Linked DNA regions of Hordeum vulgare: region 2 is linked to region 1. A link is a contact called in public Hi-C data. All regions are on one chromosome and are shown on one strand. The core of a region is the stretch at or near the end of the contact, and the rest is flanking DNA. Distances in the headings are between cores, read along the strand shown.

Region 1 (3,654 bases), core at 711-3,210:
TACAACTCAACGCATTTCAGGGAGAACCAGCTACCCCTTGTTTGTACGGAGGGGCGGAGGAGGCTAGGTTAGCCGAAAGATGGTTATAGGTTTAAGGGCACAAGGCGACCCTGCTGTTTCAGGGTAAGAAGGGGTAGAAAAAATGCCTCGAGCTGAAGTCCGAGTACTAAGCGCTGCAACGCTGAACTATGAGATTCAAACAATTTTGTTTTCTTCATATTACCATATCTCCAGAGTCAATAATTTCCTATGAGGAACATTCTGGAGCTACAAAGATAGTTATTAAATCCTTTGCAGCACATAAAAATACCCCCCCTCCTATAGTAGCAGTTAATACGAATAACATAAACTTTGTTATAGCCATTTCTATTCATTCAATCTTAGATGTTGATCTTTTTCTTTTTTCAAAATAGTGAAAAACTCAAATTTATGGACTAGTTGTGACACTAGCGCTTTTATTTTCAGACCCTTTTGATTAATTCTAAAAAAAGTTCATTGGTATCTGCTTCAACAATTCCAATTATATCAATACTTTATTAAATTTACTCCTATTTATTACTCTTGGAATTATCTATTTATTGGAACATATAATACCGCATTCTAGGAAGGTTGAGTTGAGCTTCACAAAAAAAATGGTACTGATTGCGGTCATTTAGTGTTGATTGCCATCACACTTGCATTAACTTAGATATAGATGTCCTAGTTTTCTTTCCTCCCAAACATAATCAGTATGGGCATCTAAATGTTTTTGGTTTCTTGGTATCGAAATCCTATATCCCGCTCATATTGAGAGTTAGCATGCGTCCACCTACGCGCCAATAGGATGTGTCGAGGCTCAGTAATGCTTGGCCTTAGCACTTAATGCACATATTGTGCAAACAATGCTAAAGTCGTCGCCCTCAATCGCCCTATATTTTTTTCTCCGTGCGGGTTTTCTTATAGCTAGTTTGTTGCTCTCCCAGAAAATGGTTTTATCAATTTTGTAAATTGATGAAATAATAAAATGTTCATATATTTATTAGAAAATATTGGGGATTTGATAAAGTGCTCATGGATTTAAAAAAACATGAAGTTTGAAGAACTTGGAGAATTTGGATTTGTTTGCGAATTGGAGATAAACCTGCAGAATATAAAATGTTTCATTGATTTCAAACTAGTCCATGGAATTTGAGAAATCAAAAATAATTTGCTACCCATGGTGATAGCTGCCACGTCCCCAATTTTTATCTATAATTATTTTTATAAATTATTTTGGACTATAAAAACAACTCTATAACAAAAATATCGAGACTTTGGACCACCAAGGTAAGCAAATAGGCAACTATGCCAAAAGGGAAAGCAAAAAGACTGAGAGAAGTGGAAAACGTCATTTCTACACAATGGAAAGACACCTGTGTCAAAAAGGTAATAAAAAAAGAAAAATAAAAGTGATAAAAGTTTTTTTCTGTACAACAAAAATGCACTTTTTTCAATGTCATTGAAACTCAATAGCTCATATATCAAAAAGTCCCCAAAGGGTGTGTAGATATTATCATGCATAGGAAATCGTCTCTCTTTAAAAAATAACTAATTTTGAAAAAATCATAATTTTCAGGAAACCTTGCAAATTTGCAAAAAGTTCATTGATTAGAAAATAATCATGAATTTGAAAATTGTTGACAATTTTTTATAAGTTTATAAATTTTAGAAAATAGTTAGTAATTATGAAAAACAAGTAAATAAAAGGGAAAGGGGAAAATAGAAATAAAATATAAACAAAAAGGGAAATAAAAGAACAAAAAAATGCAAAGCAAAATGAAGGTATAGAAGAAAAATATTGGTCAAATGCTTCTAGAAGCTTCACAAAACCGATGTAAGTTGATGTAAAAGGGTGTGTCTTTCCCCGTTTGGCCTATATATGTGGTGCGTTAAGCGCCAAATAGGAGTTTGCACAGAATATATGTGGGCATCTAAATGTTTTTGGTTTATTTGTTTTCAATCCATATATCCCGCTCATAACTGGTGCTAGCGTGCCTGCGCCTATGCGCCCGTGGGATGGGCCGAGGTCCAATAGGAAGAACGGCTCTTCTACGTTCTTACAATTTTCTATATGTTGTTTTCCTTGACATTTTTATTTCTTATTACATTTCAACATTCTCTTCTTTTGTTTCTATTAAGATATTCCTTAGCGTTCCTGCACTAACGCGCTAGCAATACAGGCCAGGCTCAATAAGACGAACGACCCTTCTATTTATCTACATTTTGTTACATTTCATTTTTCCATTATCCCTGTTTCTTTTTATTACATTCTCCTCTTTTTGTTCTTTTGTTTCTTAATTACAAACATTACAAAAATAGGAGATCAACATTTCTATAATGAGATACATGAACGCTTTCTCCATAATTTGAAATATTACGAAGCTATTTAGTATTTATTAAACAAATGTTTTATTTTTTTTCAAAATTCAGGAAGTCAAGGTTTTTTGTCAGGCCATGCTCCCATAGGCCCAGTACATAGCTTTCAGTTGTGCTATCCGGCCGAAGAGGTCTTTTTTGTAAATGATCAGCCCCGAGAAGAAATAAGCTTCTGGAACAAGGCCCCCACGTGAGCTTTCTTAGCCCGTTAATTAAGAGTTAGAAAATTATTAATCATGCAATAGTAAAATGTGACACTAGTATAGGGAAATGCTAATCATGTGTACAATTTTTTTTGTCACATTTAAAAAATTTCATATGTTTAAAAAATGTATGTGATATTGAAAGAATATGTTTATATATTGTAAAAATATGTTCACGTAATCCAAAAGTAATGTTTTGCACATTCAACACAAATGTACGTTACATTATAAAAAATGGTCACAAGTTCAAAAATGTGTTTGTAACCATTTATGAAATAATGTATACTCTGTCGGTATCTAAATAATTATAGTTGAGGAGAACTAAACTAATTCTCTCCAACTACAACTATTTAGATATAGAGGGAGTACAATATTAAAGATGGTGTATGTGTAATGTAAACCAATAAAAAGTGCAGGTTTAATTAAAAGAAAAATTATGGTGATTCAATAAAATATTCATGATACTTTAAAAACTGTGTGTACAATGCAAAATATGTGTCCATAGTTTAATACAATATCTATTTTATTACAAAGATGATGTGCCATTTTTAAAACGTATTCTGTTGTGTCCAAAAATTCTGTGTAAATTTACAAATATTTAAAAAACATAAAATATCTAAAATGTATCAAAGAATGTTTTACATGTCCGCTAAAAATGTACATTGTGTACTGGGAAAAGTATACATGAATTAAAAATGGATTAATCCGACAAATGAATAAAAAGAGTGGTAAAAAAACAAGACAATACGAAGAAAACAAGGAAAAAAATAACCAAAGAAAGCCACTTAATAGACAAAGTATAACAAAGAAAAAAAACAAAGGAAACCTGTGAAGAAAGAAGGAAAATACCAGGCAGAGGGAGCGAACCTACAGCTATACACGAGTGGTGCGAGTGACTGCACCAATGGATTGGCTCGATTCGCTTGTCCGTAGGCGATTGTTAAGGCCGTTCGTATTGGGAGTATCATAAGTAGTATCGTGCATGACAACTAGGCATGTTTAATGAGGTGGCATGAAATTAAATGAAAAAAAGAGGGTTGAGTATCATATTATGATA
Region 2 (3,654 bases), core at 561-3,060, 760 kb after region 1:
CGCTCCTCGCTCCGCGTGGTCGCTCGCACGACATCGGTTTCATCCGTTGACTTTAAAAACCAAGGAAAATCAATAAATTTTAAAAAATTAAAAATAAATTAACAAAAAAATTGAGAGTCTAAAACGGTTCACAAAATTTGAGATAGTTCATTAAAATTTTAGAAAAGTTCATCGAATTTGAAAAAAAATCACTTATTTTGAAAAAAGTTAATCGCTTTTGAAAGAAATAAACGAATTATGAAAAAACTTCACTGATTTTGAAAAAAGTGCATCGATTTTGGAAAAAATGTCATCGTATTAGGAAAGAGTTCATTAAATTTGTAAAACAGTTCATCTGTTTTGAAAAAAAAATCATGGAATTTGAAAAGAGTTCATCAAAATTGAAAAACGGTTCATCGAATTTCAAAAAAGTTCATCAAATTTTTTAAAAAAATTAGTGATTTTGCCAAAAAGTCATTAAATTTGAAAGAATTTTATCATTTTAAAAAAGAACAAATTCAATGACATCTTTTGAAATGGTTGAACCAGGTCAAAGAAAAAAAGGAAACAACCGTTGAACCAGGTCAAAGAAATAAAAGAAAAAGACGAATGAAAGAATAAAATAGAGAAATGTTTTAACCTATTAGAACGTGCTTCGTGGTGGGATGGTTGCGTGGCCAATGCGTTAAATTTTTGCAAATGAAAACAAGAAGAAAAACCTACATGGACCGGCTCAGCGCGGAGGCGCCTGCAAATAAAAACATGAGAAAAACCCTAAATGGGCCGGCACGTGCGGAGGAGCAGCAGGCGCCCGTTTGTAAAATTGTACAGTAAAGAACGTCCGAAATCATTAGTTAGCGAATACATATTTCAACGATTACTCACACTTTCACAGGTTACGACAAGTGGCGCACTGTATGCGTGCCACTTGTTGCAACCGGAGACTTTTCCCTTTTTTCGTAGATCCGTATTTTTAAAACGTTTTATTTCCTAAACCGGTGCGTCCAAATCTCGAACCGTTTTCACTGTTGGCTTTTTCGCGTCGAGATCTTCAAAACTAGATCCCATGTTGATAGGTTTTGACGAACTTTTTTTTTCATGAAAAACCCGGACGAAAAAACCGTGCCTCACGGGATAGAAAAAACCAAACAGAAAACGCGTTTTTTTTCCTTCCCAGAGGCACTGGTCGTGCCTCTCGCGCAGGCAAAACCGTGCCTCTCACGGAAGCAAAACTGTGCCTCTCGCAAAAAAAATCCCGGAAAACGCGTTTTCCCCTTTAGGGAGCGTGCCTCTCGCGAAGGCAAAACCTTGCCTTTCACGGAAGCAAAACCGTGCCTCTCGTAAAAAAATGAAAACGCATTATTTTCCTTTTCAAAAGGCACGGCCGTGCCTCTCGCGAAGGCAAAACCGTGCCTCTTGCTGAAGCAAAACCGTGCCTTTCGCAAAAAAACAGAAAACGAGTTTTCGCGTAAAAAAACGCATTTTTTCGCGAAAAGTTACGAAAGACCAATGAAAAACCATAACACCAAAAAAAATCAGAAAAAATCATTCAAAAAGGCGAAAACGCGTGCAAAAATATACAAAAAACAAAATCCAAAGAAAACACTGAAAACGCGAAACGTGACGGCGGCTGAAAATGCGCCAAGTGGCAGCGTGCGGAAGCGATCGCTGGAAAGGTCCTGAGGGACCGCTCGCCAGTTAGTTGCTCCCACGAACGACTGTGGCGTCAAATAGGATTTGCCGTAGAATGCGGTAAACAAGGATTTCCGAGGAGTCGCACAGGAAGCGTACGAGCGATGCAATATGGGCCGGCCTGTTAATCGGCCATGAAGCACTTTGATTCTCCAATGCGTTTTTCTGATATTCCACGCCACCTAGCCACGCCTTCGCACAGCGCATGGCCCGACAGTTGCATTGGAGCGAGTACTGTAGCATGCTGCTACTGCAACAAATCGACACAGTTATAGAAATTTAAAATCTGATTATTTTTATGAACATATTTGAAAACTGGTTAAATGTGAAAAAAATTCAACTCTTGACATATATTTAAGAACCTGGACATTTTTTGAAATTTTGTACTTTTGAAAATTGGAACATATTGTGGAACTTCAAAAAACTGAAAACGTGAACATTTTTTGAAACAGGAACATTTCTTCCAAAGTTGTGAAATTTTCCACCAAAAGCATTCCAAACATTTTTTGCAAAAACACAAAATATTTTTGAAAAAGCAAACATTTTTTTTAAAGGAAATTATTTTTAAATTGACAAGCAGAATTTGAACAAGCGAATATTTTTTGTAATTTCTGATTTCCTTTTTCTTCTTCCAACTGGAACATTTTTTAAACTTAAACAAAATTGAAAAGGTGAACCTCTTTTTAAATGGGAACATTTTTTGAAAAGTTTTTCAATTTCGGAGCAGAAACATTCCTAACATTTTTTGAAAAAATAGAAACCATTTTTTGAATAAGCAAACCTTTTTTCAAAAAGGTAAATAATTTTTGAGTTTTGGACAAATTTTGTAAACAGGAACTTTTTTATAAAAATGCGATTGTTTTCTGAAAAATGAAGAATTTTAGCAATACGTGAACATTTGATGTAATTTTCCAAATATTATGGAATTTCCGAACAAATTTTGAAAAGTTGAACACTATTTAATTTGCAAACAATTTTGAAAACAAAAAATACTTTCTGAAATTCATGAACATTTTTGAATATTTTAATATATACTTTTAATTTGTGAACATGTTTTAAAAAAAAGTGAAATTTTTTTAAGTGCAAAAACGTGTTTCGAATTAGTGAATAGAATTGGAAAATAGCAACAAAATTTGGCTAATGAATTTTTTTATGGAATATGAATACTTTTAAGTTCCAGAGAATTGGTTTAAAAAATAAATAAAAATGAAATCAAATTGAAGAAACAAAAAAACAAAAAAAGAATCAGAAAGATTAGGAAAAGAAAAGAGATAGAAAAATAAAAATGGAAAACAATTAAATAAAAATTCGTGTATTTTTTGAAATACGTTTATTTTTAGAAATTCTCACACATTTTTACGAAACCCATGATTTTTTTTCTAAATATGTGAAATACGCATAAATTGTCAAATCCATGATTTTTTTTCAAATATGTTACCTTATTTCAAATTTGTATTTTTTTGAAATTCATGGACCTTTTGAAAATCCATGAATGTTTTTTCAGTGCGTGAACTTTTTTCCAAATTCATGAACCTTTCTTTCAAACCCACTAAGTTTTTTACAATCCATGCAATTTCTCATTTTTTTTCAATTCCATGAATTTTTGAAATAAAAGTCAATGGTCAACCGAGCGAGCATTACCGAGTGAACTGCTTGCTACCTAAATGGGCCACGGTCTACTAGGCGCATGCCTGAGCGCCAACCTATATTCGAGCACTTAAGGTGCCAAACAGGAGTTGTGAGATTTGAGGGCTTCTAGTGGACGCTCGCGAGCGTGAAGCAGAGGAACTTTCGTGCAGTAGTTCATCTGAATGGGCAGGCCTGTTTGGTGACGTTAATGCCTGTAGGAGTCGAACACACCACCGTTGATAGAGAGTAGACGTTGTTCACCACTTCAGCTCATCAATGTTAGTGTTTAACAAAACGTTTGAATATTTAAGAAAAAAAGGCAGCAGGCGTCAGAACGAGCAGAGAAAAAAGAAC

What was found. Hi-C and Micro-C count contacts between places; a contact is called where the count stands out from the background.
Region 2: a contact with region 1 is called in a Hi-C map of leaf, with 6 times the contacts expected there. The contact joins two enhancer-like sites. A contact is called at or near these places in 2 of 6 Hi-C or Micro-C datasets (leaf and seedling).

Annotation. Positions count from the first base shown.
Region 1 is chr2H:579,189,856-579,193,509 of MorexV3_pseudomolecules_assembly, forward strand. No RefSeq gene overlaps it. Among protein-coding and RNA genes, the nearest start is that of LOC123430616, 19 kb to the left of the region's middle. Within about 2 kb of position 1,961, at least 1 of the 3 cell types and tissues checked has open chromatin away from gene starts, as enhancers often do. A contact at or near this core is called in leaf, where this site is marked.
Region 2 is chr2H:579,948,056-579,951,709 of MorexV3_pseudomolecules_assembly, forward strand. No RefSeq gene overlaps it. Among protein-coding and RNA genes, the nearest start is that of LOC123430617, 95 kb to the right of the region's middle. Within about 2 kb of position 1,811, at least 3 of the 3 cell types and tissues checked have open chromatin away from gene starts, as enhancers often do. A contact at or near this core is called in leaf, where this site is marked.